2 separate regions of the Capra hircus genome follow, and region 2 is linked to region 1. Evidence: chromatin contacts called from public Hi-C data. All regions are on one chromosome and are shown on one strand. The core of a region is the stretch at or near the end of the contact, and the rest is flanking DNA. Distances in the headings are between cores, read along the strand shown.

Evidence for each region. A called contact is a pair of places that touch in the nucleus more often than the background predicts.
Region 2: a contact with region 1 is called in a Hi-C map of liver, with 2.8 times the contacts expected there. The contact joins the enhancer-like site here to the promoter of NSUN7 in region 1. A contact is called at or near these places in 3 of 5 Hi-C or Micro-C datasets (blood and liver).

What each region holds. Positions count from the first base shown.
Region 1 is chr6:60,232,728-60,240,655 of ARS1.2, reverse strand. NSUN7 (putative methyltransferase NSUN7) reads right to left here and starts at 4,317. Exons shown (of 12, transcript XM_013964602.2): 1 at 3,887-4,317; 2 at 3,187-3,585. The coding sequence starts at 3,496. LOC106502194 (a long non-coding RNA gene) reads right to left here. Exons shown (of 3, transcript XR_001295785.2): 2 at 5,841-5,902; 3 at 4,834-4,988.
Region 2 is chr6:60,369,853-60,377,780 of ARS1.2, reverse strand. The region is part of intron 10 of APBB2 (amyloid beta A4 precursor protein-binding family B member 2); the gene reads left to right. Among named protein-coding and RNA genes, the nearest start is that of NSUN7, 140 kb to the right of the region's middle. Within about 2 kb of position 4,875, at least 1 of the 5 cell types and tissues checked has an H3K27ac peak or open chromatin away from gene starts, as enhancers often do.

The DNA of each region.
Region 1 (7,928 bases), core at 3,068-5,567:
AATAACCAGATTACTGACATAACCAGTTCCTTGGACTGAGAGGTCACCAATAAGAGGTAGGAGAAAGAATTAAGCCAGAAATAAGATCAACATTCAGAAAACTAAGATTATGGCATCCGGTCCCATCACTTCATGGCAAATAGATGGGGAAACAGTGGAAACAGTGTCAGACTTTATTTTGGGGGGCTCCAAAATCACTGCAGATGGTGACTGCAGCCATGAAATTAAAAGACACTTATTCCTTGGAAGGAAAGTTATGACCAACCTAGATAGCATACTCTAAAGCAGAGACATTACTTTGTCACCAACGGTCCATCTAGTCAAGGCTATGGTTTTTCCAGTAATCGTGTATGGATGTAAGAGTTGGACTATAAAGAAAGCTGAGCGCAGAATTGATGCTTTTGAACTGTGGTGTTGGAGAAGACTCTTGAGAGTCCCTTGGACTGCAAGGAGATCCAAATAGTCCACCCTAAAGGAGATCAGTCCTGGGTGTTCACTGGAAGGACTGATGTTGAAGCCGAAACTCCAATACTTTGGCCACCTGATGCAAAGAGCTGACTCATTGGAAAAGACTCTGATCCTGGGAAAGACTGAGGGCAAGAGGAGAAGAAATCCTGAGTTTTCTTCCCTGAACCATGATTCCCTGAACCGTGATTCCCTGAACCTATGCTATATAAGCCAGATGTTGAGTTTATAAAATATTACATGTGAAAATATTGAAAGAACACTGATGATACATAAGACAAAAGTGAAATATATAAAAACCTCCAATATTTTAAAGCAAAATATCAGGCCCTTAATTACCTTGGAAATCCACTGCATTTAGGAATTCTAGCTTCATCCCATATGAATATTCGGAAATTATTCAGATGATAATTTAAAGCAAGATATTATCATTAAGAAGAAAACAACAGCTGTACCAAGTAAACAACCAAAGCCATCTCATCTTAGAATTTGAACTTATAAAATGAACATTTCAAGAAAAAGTAGGTTTATAAAGGCCTATGATGACAATGAAAGAGAGTGAAAAGGCTGGCTTAAAATTCAACATTCAAAAAACCAAAATCATGGCATCCAGTCCCATCACTTCACAGCAAACAGATGGGGAAACAGTGACAGGCTTTTTCTTATGCTCAAAAATCACTGCAGATGGTGACTGCAGCCATGAAATTAAAAGATGCTTGCTCCTTGGAAGAAAAGCTATGACCAACCTAGACAGCATGTTAAAAAGCAGAGACATTACTTTGCCAACAAAGGTCCATCTAGTCAAAACTACGTTTTTTCCAGTAGTCATGTATGGATGTGAGAGTTGGACCATAAAGAAGGATGAGTCCCGAAGAACTGATGCTTTTGAACTGTGGTGTTGGATAAGACTCTTGAGAGCTCCTTGGACTGCAAGGAGATCCAACCAGTCAATCCTAAAAGAAATCAGTCCTGAATACTCACTGGAAGGATTCATGCTGAAGCTAAAGCTCCAATATTTTGGCCACTTGATGTGAAGAGCTGACTCACTGGAAAAGACCCTGATGCTGGGAAAGACTGAAGCCAGGAGGAGAAGGGGATGACAAGGGATGAGATGGTTGGATGGCATCACCGACTCAATGGACATGAGTTTGAGCAGACTCCGGGAGATAGTAAAGGACAGGGAAGCCTGGCATATTGAAGTCCATGGGGCCGCAAAGAGTCGGACACAACTGAGCGATTGAACAACAACAAATGACAATAATTTATCTAAATGGAATCTGGGTTATTAAAAAATGTCAGTCACAAGACACTTTCATAAAACAGAAATAAAGATTGAGAGAAAGAAAATGATAATCTACCATACACATTACTACAACATGACCATCTAATCAATGGATTAATTTTACAAAGAATAATCTCAGGCTTTTATTACTGATTTCTAAAGGCAATCCATTCCAGTATTCTCAGCTGAAAAATCCCTCGGACAGAGGAGCCTGGCGGGCTATAGACCATAGGGTCACAAAGAGCTGGACATGACTGAGCAATTGAGCACACACAGCACACACAAAGGTAAGATTCAATACTCTATCAGGAAGAAATTGTCTGTAACAGAGTTTGGGCATTAACATTAAATATCAATTAATTGACACAGATGCCTAATGTGTATCTCACTATTGCAAGGAGAAAATCTTCAAATGTTAATTTGACTCGTGATTTAAAGTACCAACACTCCGGTTGGTCTTTAAATCTAAGTTTTAAAAAAGAAGAGGAGGGAAGGGATGAAATAGAATCTGAAAGTTTAAACTGGAGGAGGGAAAAATGGCTAAGACAGATTAAAAAAAAAAAAAAGATCACAAGCAGAAACTAAAGAAATGAAACTCAGAGAGAAGCTGCCTCTGAACATCACACAAATTTTTCTCTGTGATGACAAATTCCTGGCTTCAGAACTGAGCTACATCATGTCTGTAGACAACCAAAAACATACATTTATAGCTGAGTAATTAATGGGACATTTTAATTCAACTGAGCAATTGTTAACCACCTCTCAGCAAGGATGTGCAAGGCCCAGTATTAACAGTAAGTAAATGATGCATGTAATGCCCTTTCTAGGTGTCTCTTTAGGAAGTTTTATCATTTTAGCCATGCTGATAATACTCCAAACATTTCTGGAACTTCTTCAGAACTTCTTTTCAGTCAGTATACAAATCAGTACAAACTTTACAGTTTATATTGTATTATAGTTGATGGCTAGTACTAAAACCTGTCTCCAGGCCCTTTGACTACTCTCATAGGAAAAATATTTGGTTTTGTTCTGGAATCAACTCCATTCTCAGAAGTTGATAATTACCCACCATCGAGGAAATCTGCAATATTACACCTCAAATCCTGGAGGCAGATTAAAAGGGATTTCTACAAAAATTTGGAAGAATAAATTTACAAGCTTCCCAAAGTAAACAAAAAAAATGGCAGTGAATAGGATCATCTTAATTTTGACCCACCTAAGCACAGGGAAATCTACAGTGGGAAACATATCTGACTGAAAGAGATTGTTTTGCTGGAAACTCTCCTTAAAGCCTTGACATCTGCAACTGACCAAAGATATTCAGAAGCCTAAAAACAAAACCTGGTGTATGTGTGTGAGGGTGCGAGGAGGAGGTTCGATGGACCTCACAAATTCTCTCATTATTCTCTTTTAGTGCTGTCAAAACTGGTACTACTCACACTTAAGTGCACTGAAAGCCAACTCATAGGACAAACGCTGAAAGGATTCATCCTCCGATTCGGTTGAGGACGGCAAGGGCTTATTTCCATACTTTATTAAGGCTTTCTCTGGTGACTTTTCGAGTCTAGTGCCCTGAAAAATGTTCGCTGCCAGAATGTAAACGGAGTCCGGATAGCCAGTTTTTTCGGGTGAACCAGTTGAGCTGTTTTCGCCGCAGGCTGGGTCACCTGACAGTGCCAGCGAAGAGAGTTGGGAGATCTCAGCGGTTGTTTCTTCCAAAAACTCCAGTTCATTTGCGGAGTTAAACATGTTTGCCCCCCTGACTGTCCTAGGTAACTCAAGCTTGAATTACAATTCAGATGTTCCGGGAAATGGTTTTCCTTGTTCAAGCATCGTCTCTGTGAAAATAAAAAGATTATCCTGGTTAAACCACTATTTCCGCAGGACCACACTTGGTGACCCACCTCGTGTGGCCCTAGAGAGCCAGCGGTGGCATTCCCTGGCCGCCCCGAGCATCCCTTACTTCAAGCCGGGAAACCTCCACACACTCACAAAGGGAGAGGGGTGGAGACGGCTCCGAATGGCCTCCGAAGCTACGAGACCTTAACCGAGGCCCGTTTTGGTGCAGAGCTCCCCCAAGAGCCGCACCTGCGGCCCCTCGGGCGCTCCTTTCACTGGCTCCCGCGAGTCCTCCCTTACCCCAGAGGGCGGATGTTCCCCGGGGCTTTGGGAACAGAGACGCGGCAGCAGCAGCACTTCGGGCCCCGGTGGCTGGAATCTTACACAGTGCCCTCGGGGGCCCCGGGACTGCAGGGCTGCCGCGGTGGTCCGCGCAGGCAGTTTGGTTCAAATGAGCTTCTCCCACCCGCCGGGGCCGGGGCAGGGGGGTCGCGACCCCCGGCTCTCGCTTCGCTCGGGTTCCTGAGGGAGGATGCGCCTCAGGGATCCGCCCGCCAGCACGGTCGTCGCCACGAATGCGGCAGCTGAGCCGGGTAGAGCACGAGGCTGGTGGGCCCGCCGGCTCCGGCCGCGGAAAGGTAGGCCTCCCCTGTCTGCGGCAGTCAGCCGGCCCAGGACCGGGGTCTCCGTGGCAACCAAGGGTGCGACGAGGGGGGAGGGAACGCTGCCAGAGGGCAGTTCCCGCGGGATTTGGCCAGCGCTTCCTTTTTTTCTTGAGTTGCTCCTCCTCTCTCACCCCGGACACCTGTGCCAGCCCCGCCTCACGTTGAAGGCCCCTGCATAATTGGACTGCGCAGCCCAGAAGATCCTCGACTTCCCCAGAGTCACAAGTGACCCTTCTTCTCCAACTTGTCCCCTGTGATCTCCTTGAAAGCAAGAATTTTGTGTTGCTGACAACACCTAGTTTAGCGGATTAGCGGGCACGCAGGAAATGTTAAAACAGCTCAGTGTAGAACTATTGAAGAAAAGAAAAGGTAAAAAAAAAACAGACAAGTCGACTGTATTTCCACACTTTTTAGAACAATAGATACCACAGATACCACGTTAGAGGGACCCTTCCAGGAATGACTGTGCTGCGCTTAGTCGTAGTAGACTCTTTGTGACTCCATGGACTGTAGTCCTCCAGGCTCCTCTGTCCATGGAATTTTCCAGGCTAGAATACTGTACTGGAGTGAGTTGCCATTTCCTTGTCCAGAGGATCCTCCCAATCCAGGGATGGAACCTCCGCCCAGTCTTCCGTTTTCCTAAACTGCAAGAAGATTCTTTACCCGTTGAGCCACGCGTGAAACCTTCCAGGGCAAGCTGTGTAAAGATCTTTGCCAGCTTCCTTCCCAGGAGCTGCCTGCAAAGAAAGATGTTGCTGAAATAGGCCTACAAACAAGCAAATTCACACCCCTCTAAGTATAGAATAGCTCTGGGGATGTATATGAACTTCTCCCAAAGGGTTTTAATATGGCTACTTTAATTTTTGAGTGTCCTGGAGAGAAGTCTGCATCCTAACTCATCAAAGAAAAACCAGCTGTGCTCAAGTTTTAAAGGTAGCGGAAAAATACTTTAATTTCTAGAATAAAAACCAACTGACTGAGATTTAAGTTTATGTGCATCTTAAGCTTTTCATTGATTGCCTGTTAACCTGTCTCCAAAGTGCATGTTCTAAAACTGGAGAAAAAGAAAAGGTTGCTTTTTTCCTCTACTGTATACCATTTGTGTTGCTGCTTTGAAACTTCTCCAACAGACTTCAATAGGTCTAATTTTTGAGAGCTTCAATAGCTCTCAAATTTTTCTTACAGTATGATTCAATGAACAAATGCAAATATGAATATATAAAGATCATGTGATGAGTAACATGTATGTACTTCGCATTTCTTGCCTGGTTTAGAAAAGTCCTAGGTTTTAAAACAGAAATGGGCATTGGATTGTGCAATTTGACAAATTACGTTTCACGTTTTAAGTGAAAAAAATTATGAAATCATTAAAGAATAAGATTTTTATTGAAAATAAAATAGATGCTAATATCTACTTAAAGAAAAATCTGCTAGATACTTGGTCTCCATTTTCTATATGAAGCAAAAACCAAAGCCTACAAGTTGAATGAAGTTCTTCATTTTGGACTGAGATCAAAGTCACAGGAAAATCTTGCAAGTGCAAGCCCCAAATTCAGCAAGAAGTATGGTAAATATACTTGAGTGAATACCTTATTTGCTGCTGGTTGGGAATCTCAAATTTTGTTCATCTTCTTTGTAGAAGTGGTCCAATCTGGAAAAGAAACATAATTTATGTAACTAAGATCAGTATCAGAGAAGGCAATGGCACCCCACTCCAGTACTCTCGCCTGGAAAATCCCATGGACGGAGGAGCCTGGTAGGCTGCAGTCCATGGGGTCGCTAAGAGTCGGATACGACTTCACTTTCACTTTCACTTTTCACTTTCATGCATTGGATAAGGAAATGGCAACCCACTCCAGTGTTCTTGCCTGGAGAATCCCAGGGACAGGGGAGCCTGGTGGGCTGCCATCTATGGGGTTGCACAGTCAGACACAACTGAAGCGACTTAGCAGCAGCAGCAGCAAGATCAGTATGGTCGCTCAAGAGATTCTAAATTGTGTTCACTGGTTCTTTCTCCATGTGTTAAACAGGAAGGGCTAGACTTTGGCATTTGGTTTATTATCTGTGTAACCTTAGGCAAGTCCTTACATCCCTCAGCTTCCGTTTCTAGACCTATAAGGCAGACTGAATAATAATGCTGCCTTTGAGGAGGTTTGTGAGTATTTAATGGAATGATGTATGTCAAGATTGTCTGGAAAGTAGTAGCTCAATAGTTAGTTCCTCCTTTCCCCCTCTATTGTTAAGAAGGGGAGAATGGATATTGGGGAACTATTAGTAGCAATTGGCTACAAATTTGTTTGCCCTACCCCATCACCCACCAGTTCACTCACTCCCATTATTCTCAATGTGGAGTCTCCCCTACTTTATGTTCCCATAATATTTTGTGTATGTATATGTGCATTCATTCATTCATTTATCAGATGTGTATTAAATTCTTACCATGTGCCTCACACTTTCCTCAGTCCTAAAGGTTAAAAAAAAATGTATAGAATGATTGGGGACCTTACTCTCAGGAAATTAATGGATATGTATACTTGTATTTTGAGACACTTTATTTTTTATTGTATATATTTATTTTTTATTGTATACACTTCTGCCATCCTTACTTGCACAACCTGAACAATACACACACTCTATAAAATAGTTTTATTGTGTCTTTTAAGTTTTATTATTTCTTTTTATTCCCAGAAAGAGCAAAATATCACTCTTTCACATGCACAGATTATAAGTATGAAGGTATCTTTAAGGGTCATGGTATATTTTATTATGCATCACACAGTACACAGTATGATCTGTGGAAAATGTGAGATAAAAAGCTAACTATAAACTTTAAAATACTATTGTTTTTCAAAATATAGTTTGAGTAGCTCTTGTTTGGTATTTTGTTTGTTTTTTTAAATGATATATCAATGTGACAACTCACTGTATTAAAAACAAGATTTAATGAGAGTCTTTATCCCCAAAGTAAAGCTTAGGCCAACAGTTGTGGGTTAGTGAATTCGTGGTTACTATTTACTCTAACCCTGACTCCTTACCTTTCCTGGTTTATGGGCTCATTGTGGACTTAAAGTATTGGAGGGGAGGACTAGAGGGAAGCATATCAAATCTCAGTGAGCACTCTACAAAAGTAACCGGAGAGATAGGTATGTGGATTCAGCTGTTGTGAAAGCACATATGAAAAAATATAGTATTTGTTTAAATTGCACTCTGTAATATGATCAGAACATTAAGTCAGAGACGATGTAGAAAATTAAAGGTTAGTTACCTGGAGCGTTCTGCAAAGGAACTTAAAGGAGTAATTTTCTTTCCCCAGGGGGTAGAGTATATTAAATATTTGTAAATTAACATTCCTTGTATTTGAATCAGAGTAGCTCCTGTGTGTTAGTCAAGTAGGTATTCAAAAAACATTTGCTCTATGTCTGCATTTCCTTTGCTGCCCTGCAAATAGGTTCATCAGTACCATCTTTCTAGATTCCATATATATGCGTTAATATACGATAATATACCCATGGTTGATTCATGTTTGATGTATGGCAGAAATCAACACAATAGTGTAAAGCAATTATCCTTTAGTTAAAATAAATAAATTAAAAAACAAAACTAAACAAAAACACATTTGCTCACTTGCTTCAGTTTGATCTGGGCATAAAAAGTTGTGCTCAGTTTCACTGCAACTT
Region 2 (7,928 bases), core at 3,626-6,125, 140 kb before region 1:
TGCCCCCACAAGGCAGAAACTCCTTCTTGTTGGCAGCAGCGCTGCAGCACTCTCGGGACTCGAGTTGACTTGTTTGTAAAATGAGGTGGCTGGGCTCCAGGCCCCCTGGGCCCTTATGCGCCAGGTCTCTATGCTGTGGGTAGAGGCTCTTCCTGTGTGCATGCTGTGTAGACTTCCAGGAGTCGGCTTTGCGAGTGAGGACCTGGTAAACCTCCCTTTAGGGTTGATCAGATCAACTGCTTTGCTTCTAACTGCGGTCTTTGTAGGTCTTCACACTCTATGAGTTCACTGTGTTCATCTCAGACCCTTTGTAAAAAGTTGCAGATATTTTGTTTCTTGGTGAGCAGTGCAGTTTCAAAAACACCTTTCTTATAAACCAACAATAAAAACTACATTCAGTCCCAATAATGATGATGAGTATAGCTTTTGCGTGCATGCTAAGTTGCTTCAGTCGTGTCTGACTCTGCATCCCCAAGGACTGCAGCCTGCCAGGCTCCTCTGTCCATGGGATTCTCCAGGCAAGTATACTGGAGTGGGTTGCCATGCCCTCCTCCAGAGGATCTTCCTGACCCAAGGATCAAACCTGCCTCTCTTGTGTCTCCTGAATTGCAAACAGATTCTCTACCACTGAGTCACCAGGGAAGCCGGAGTATCAGTTCAGTTCAGTTCAGTCGCTCAGTCGTGTCTGACTCTTTGCGACTCCATGAATCACAGCACACCAGGCCTCCCTGTCCATCACCAACTCCCGGAGTTCACTCAAACTCATGTCCATCGAGTCGGTGATGCCATCCAGCCATCTCATCCTTTGTCATCCCCTTCTCCTCCTGCCCCTAATCCCTCCCAGCATCAGAGTCTTTTCTAATGAGTCAACTCTTCCCATGAGGTGGCCAAAGTACTGGAGTTTCAGCTTTAACATCATCCTTCCAAAGAACACCCAGGACCCATCTCCATCAGAATGGACTGGGTGGATCTCCTTGCAGTCCAAGGGACTCTCAAGAGTCTTCTCCAACACCATAGCTCAAAAGCATCAATTCTTCAGCACTCAGCTTTCTTCACAGTCCAACTCTCACATCCATACATGACCACTGGAAAAACCATAACCTTTACTAGACGGACCTTTGTTGGCAAAGTAATGTTTCTGCTTTTGAATACGCTGTCTAGGTTGGTCATAACTTTTCTTCCAAGGAATAAGTGTCTTTTAATTTCATGGCTTCAGTCACCATCTGCAGTGATTTTGGAGCCCAAAAAATTAAAGTCTGACACTGTTTCCACTGTTTGCCTATCTATCTGCCATGAAGTGATGGGACCAGATGCCATGATCTTCATTTTCTGAATGTTGAGCTTTAAGCCAACTTTTTCACTCTCTCTTCACTTTCATCAAGAGGCTTTTTAGTTCCTCTTCACTTTCTGCCATAAGGGTGGTGTCATCTGCATATCTGAGGTTATTGATATTTCTCCCAGCTGGAGTATAGATTTTACCAAACACCAAATACTGTACAAAGACTATATGACATGTATGAACTCATTTAACCCTCATAGTGATCATATTCTGTGCTTGGGGCAGAGAAGACTGCAGAGCAAGCCTCTGCCTTCTTGTAATTTGTGTTACGGTGTGGGGAGAGAGAGAAATAGCAAAAGATAGCAGTGTCCCAGCCCTGCCTAGCCCCAGGTCTCCAACCCTTAGCCTGGAGGGTGCCGCCTGTCTGCTGACCTCAGGCTCTTTGCACTTTCTGCTGGATCAGCAACCCCTCTAAAGTTCACATAGTCATCTTGCTTTCCCTGCAAGATAAAATGGCCAACTTTACATGCAAAACTTGGGTATTCATTATGGTTTTACTCTATGCTTACTCTGCAAATAAGGCTTCTCAACTCTGCAGCAGCAGAAATGAAATCAATAGTGTAAATCAACCATGTGGACCATACAACTTGCCTCTCGATCTTTTCCAAGACTCCCATAGGGGAAAACTAAAATATCATTCACACTGCTGGAGAAGAAGAATAGTTTCCCAGGAGTGAGGACATCTGCCACTTCTCTGCAGAAATAGGAACGGCTCCTTCCAGCCTCGCTGCTGGGCCTGGATGGGCATGGGCTCTGCTTCAGGCTCTGAGAGTGTGGGCCGTGAGCCGATGTTTACTGCCACAGACTCAGCTTCTGTTGGCATTCGAGTGTCTCCAGCGGCAGAAGTTCCCTTTTGTCCCACTGTCCCACCAGGAGAAGTTTCCGTGGTTACTGTCAGATCAAGGTTCTTGGAGATGTTTCGTGGTGACTTTGAGGTCTCCCAGGCCTTGGGCTGCAGGCTGGGCCACCTGCGGGAGGCTGTTGCTGGGTGTTTGGCTGGTGGGATTTGAAGGTGCTCTAGCTGGAAGGGTCAGGCATCAGGTTTAAGAAGTACCCCCTTCTGCCCATATCCCACCTCCCTTTGTAAGAAATCCACTGTCTCATAGCATATTAGAAATCATCTTCTGTGGAAGCTTTTGAATTTTTGAGCGGTTGAAGTATTGAGTTCTTGTCCAGTGTTGCTTGGCTGAGTGTAGGAATGGTCCAAGTCTTACTGTCCAAAGACTCAGCAGGCCTGCTCCATGTCCAGAGGGACCCATATAAAGAGCCCATCCTTGTAGGATCTCGGTGGTCTTCATCTCAGAGTCAGGATTGGGACAGAGGGCCCGCATGACAAGGAGGTGTCCAGATCCCACTGACGCCTAGAGGAGACATGAGCACCGCACGCTGCTCTGGGACAGGACTCCCAGACCTGCTGGGAGCCCAGTGTGTCAATCAGGAACCACCTGGAAGCCCAGAGAGAAGGGCTGCAAACACAGCCAGGACTCCAGTTTTCCTTGGTCTACGTCTCCCAGAGCCCTTGAATGTGGGCTGCTGTCTGCAGGGCTGTGTGAAGGCCCCGCGGGGTAGCGAAGAGGGGAGTCCTATCAGACCAATAAGGATGGATTGGACACTGGGCATGGATTAGCCTATGGAAGGATTGGCCCTCTGCTCTCAGAATGGAGGCACTTGGAGGCAAGTGATATCTGACCCTAGCTCATCTTACTGGTGAAATGGATATTTTTATATGACTTTAATGTTGGTGTTGGCGGTTTAGTTGCTAACTCATGTCCAACTCTTGTGACCCTATGGACTGTAGCCTTTCAGACTCCTCTGGGATTTCCCAGGCAAGAATACTGGAGTGGGTCGCCCTTTCCTTCTCCAGGGGATCTTCCCGACCCAGGGAGCGCACCTGGGTCTCCTGCACTGCCGATGGATTCTTCACTGGCTGAGCCACCAGGGAAGCCCGTATGTCACCAGGCACGGCCTAGATCAGATTTGTTGAAAATTCAGAGATACTCATAACAAATAATAGCTAACGCATCGAAGACTTGGCAAGTGCCATTCTAAGCACATTAGAGGTATTGCACCATTTATTGCTCCCGACATTCCTTAGGTCATAAGATTGTCCTTGTCTCCATTTTGCAGGTGAGAAAGCTGCGTCACTCAAGAATTAAGTGGGGAGCTGGAATTCAGACATAGGTGCTCAGGCTTCAGAGTCCAGGTTCCGCTTGCTCTGTGCTAGGCTCTCTGCCCATTCAAGGCGGAATTCTCAGCAGCATCTGTGGAGTTATCCCTCCAAAGAGGCAGACACTTAGATCAATTAACTGGCCAAGGGAGCAGCCGGAGAATAGCGGTCCAGGCAGTTCAATTGCTCTCTTGCCACCGTCCTCCAGTCTGTCTCCAGCCCAAGGATCTTTATTTGACAAATGTTCAGTGAGCGTGTAGCTCGTGTCAGGCCCTCTTTGGGGTGGGGGGCGTTCAGAGGTCCACAGAAGAGGCTTGTTCTTGGAGACCCTCCTATGGATGGAGTGCTCTGTTTCCAGAACAGCTACTGCTGACGGTGGGGAGGTCCAGCCGGTCCCCAGATGTGTCCCTTTGCTGAACCTCACTGAGCTGGTTTCCTCTTCTGTAAAGTCAAGACAACACAGCAGTCTGCCTTGAGAACTAAGCCTCAGATCACACTGTGGCTGCTGCTTGTTTACTGTGTGGCCCAGGGTGATTCTGCTTGGTTCTCCAGACTCGATTTCTCACATGTAAAATAAAGAACTGCTGCTCTGTAGGACTGTGAACACGTGTTGTGCTACCTGTCGTAGGCTATGAAGCATTGCGAAAGTGATCTATAAATGTCAGGGCTGCCTTGCTTTCCCTGCCAAGCCCAGGCTCTTAATTTTATATATTAATACAAAATACTCAGCACAGAGAAAGCACTGGCTAAATGGTGACTGCTAGAAAGATGATGACGACTGCATATAAGTTTGTTGGATGCACTGTACTTGCAGATATGTTTAAATATGCACGTACATCTAATTTGTTCTGTGATATTGTGGAAACACTGGGCCAAATCTTCTGGTTGAGCCCACCTCCACTCAACTTTTCCATTGATAAAAATAGGCCTCCAAATGCCAGGCTGGCTCCTGTGCAGGAAATGACTAATACAATCTACTGTTTACGTATTATATCACAACCCAGAGGCCTGTGCCTTGCACTAGCTATCAGTCTCCAAGTATCCTAGCCATTAGGATGTTGAAGCAGGCTCCTCTGCTTGCCTCTCTACTCAGCCTGCGGTCAGCGGGTGGTCAGAACTGAGTGGATTTCCTCCAGAGGATGAATCTTCTTGTGAGCCAGGCTGAGCAATGAGTGAGACGTACACTTTACTCTGTAAATGAGTAAATTGGCATTCTGGTGTTTGTTTTTTAACGTATTTAAATTCCTCATAATGTCGTAAGTCACCCTGTTCAGTAATAGATTAGCGACTGTCACTGTGGACATCACCAGGAGATGCTGGCCTGTCTTCAACTGAAGGAACCTTTCATGTGAGAGAAAGAGCAGGACCCTGGCTGAGGGGCCCAGAGGCCTCAGCCCCACACTGGCTGCCCCTTGGTCCCTCCCACAGGTTGTTGCTGAATCTGGTCACCCTAGGACTTCCTAGAACACAATGTGAGCAGCAGTACAACGGCCTAGAGGGATGAGGGCACAGTCATCAGGCAGTTGATTATTATTATTTTTTTGCTTTACCTCGGTGGAGACTCCTTTACCCTCAGAGTTGGGGGTTGGGAGGGAGAAGTGTGATGGCGCCCCCTGGTGGAAAATGTGAGCAAAAGCACCTAGGCCACCTCCGGACTTGTGGTGGGGGCTCTCCTAGACCTCTGAGCCATCGGAAGCAGAGCCAGCTGGAAGCCATAAATCGAGGCCTAGGGAGGCTTGAAAAACCCTCATTCTCTGTTCAAGGAGATTTTCCTTCTTCTGCGCATGTTTCCGCCCTTGAATCATCTGGGGCCTTTCAGAGTAGGACCAGGCCTCCTGACCTCTGGTATCAGCCTTCTCTGGCCGACCTAAGAACGAAGGGGAGGGCCTGTGGGGTTGAGGGAGGGGTTGTAGACCCTCTCTGAGGTCTCTGGGTGTAGAGTGAAGTTTACCTGCCCCCCTTCCTCTCCCCACTTTAGGAAAACCAACGTTGTTGCAGCTCCTAGGAGACAGCGTGGCATGATGACAGGAATTTGTTGCTACATAAACTGATGCTGAAGCTGAAACTCCAGTACTTTGGCCACCTGATGCGAAGAGCTGACTCATTTGAAAAGACCCTGATGCTGGGAAAGACTGGGGGCAGGAGGAGAAGGGGACAACAGAGGATGAGATGGTTGGATGGCATCACCGACTCAATGGACATGAGTTTGAGTAAAGTCTGGGAGTTGGTGATGGACAGGGAGGCCTGGCGTGCTGCAGTCTGGGGTTGCAAAGAGTCGGACACGACTGAGCAACTGAACTGAAACTGGGGTTTGAATACCGGCTTCATTATATGCTAGCTGGTTGCCTGAAGTTTATATACCACTGTATGAATCTACTCCCATAACGAAATACCACACAGATCGAGTGGCTTAAACAACAGAAACTAATTTTCTCACCCTTTGCAGGCTGGAAGTCCAGCGTCAAGGTGCTGGCAGATTTCATTTTCCCCAGAGCCTCTTCTTGGTTTGCAGACGTCGGCCTTCTCTCTGTCCCCACTTGGCCTTCTCTGTGTGCCCACGTTCCTGGTGTCTCTTTCTTTTCATAAGGACTCTAGTCCTACTGCATTAAGCCTACTTTATGACCTCATTTAATCTTAGTACCTCTTTAACTGCCCTGTGTCCATACACAACCACACTGGGCCTGAGAGCTTCAATATATGAATTCTCAGTTCAGTTCAGTTGCTCATATCAGGTATGACATTCAGTTCAGTTCAGATGCTCAATCATATCTGACTCTCTGAGACCCCATGACTGTAGCACGCCAGGCCTCCCTGTCCATCACCAACTCCCGGGAGCTTACTGAAACCCATGTCCCATCAAATCAGTGATGCCATCCAACCATCTCATCCTCTGTCATCCCCTTCTCTTGCCTTCGATCCTTTCCCAGCATCAGGGTCTTTTCTAAGGAATCAGTTCTTTGCATCAGGTGGCCAAAGTATTGGAGTTTCAGCATCAGTCCTTCTAATGAATATTCAGGACTGATTTCCTTTAGGATTGACTGGTTTGATCTCCTTGCAGTCCAAGGGATTCTCAAGAGTCTTCTCCAATACTACAGTTCGAAAGCATCAATTCTAAAAAAAAAAAAAGCATCAATTCTTCAGCGCTCATTTCTCTTTATGGTCCAACTCTCACATCCATACATGACTACTGGAAAAACCATAGCTTTGGATACAATTCAGTCTATAACAAGCACTCTGTGCCTTAGTTTCCCCATCTGTAAAATAGGAATAGTAATAACATCTGTCTCATATGTTGCCATGAGTTGATTAAATATTGTAAAAGAAAGTGCCCTCCCCTCCCTGCACATGCACACACATCTAAACCTGGTTCCTGACTCAGAGTTCCTAAATCCTTTTCAATTTCCTAGATGATAGTAAGGTCTTTTATTCTAATGATGTGACTCTAGGTAGGCTCCTGGGTAGGGGCTGGTCACCAGAATGACCAAGCCATGATTAAAAGCTTAGAAGAGGAGATAGAAAGAAAGTTAATGAACAGTCATGCCTATTGGATGACGTTGCTATAAAAACCCCTAAAGTGCAAGGCTCAGAGAGCTTCTGAGCTGGTCAACATGTGGAGGCCCTGGCAGAGTGGCCTGATCCAGAGAGAGCCTGAGAACTCCACGCCCTCTCACTTACCTTGTCTTTGTCTCTCTGCATGTTCCTGAGTTATATTCTTTTATAATAAACAGGTAATCTAGTAAGTAAACTTCCTCCAAGTTTTGTAAACCTCTCCAGCAAGTTAATCCTAAGGAGGGATCAGGGGAGTCTCCAGTTTATAACTGCTTGGTCAGAAGCACAGGTGACAACCCAGACTTAGTGATTAGTGTCTGAGGGGTGGGGGTTGCGGCAAGCAGCCTTGTGGGTCTGAGACCTTAACTTGTGAGATCTGACTGTCCCTCTAAGTAGAGAGTGTCAGGCTTGAGTTAAATCGTAGCACACCCCTCTGGTGTTGCAGAGACTTGCTTGGGTGCAGAAGAGCTTCTGCGCATTTGATGATTAGATGGATCAGAATTGATGTGTTCTGTGTGAGTAGTAAAAGAGAAGTGGATTTTTCCCACCCAATATATACACACAGACGCTCGTAATAAATGTTGCGTGTGACACTCTTGTCCTCCACCTCAGTCCCCCCCACCCCAATCCCCTCCTCACCACCACTACACAAGTGTTAGCATTCTGTGTGATGACCAGAGTCAGACTTTGCAAAACGTTTTAGATAACCTTAGACTTGCCAGGGTTCCTTTGGGAGTTTCAGTCAGTTCAGCCGCTCAGTCGTGTCTAACTCTTTGCAGCCCCATGGACTGCAGCACACCAGGCCTCCCTGTCCATCACCAACTCCCAAGTTTCCTCAAACTCATGTCCATCAAGTCAGTGATGCCATCCAGC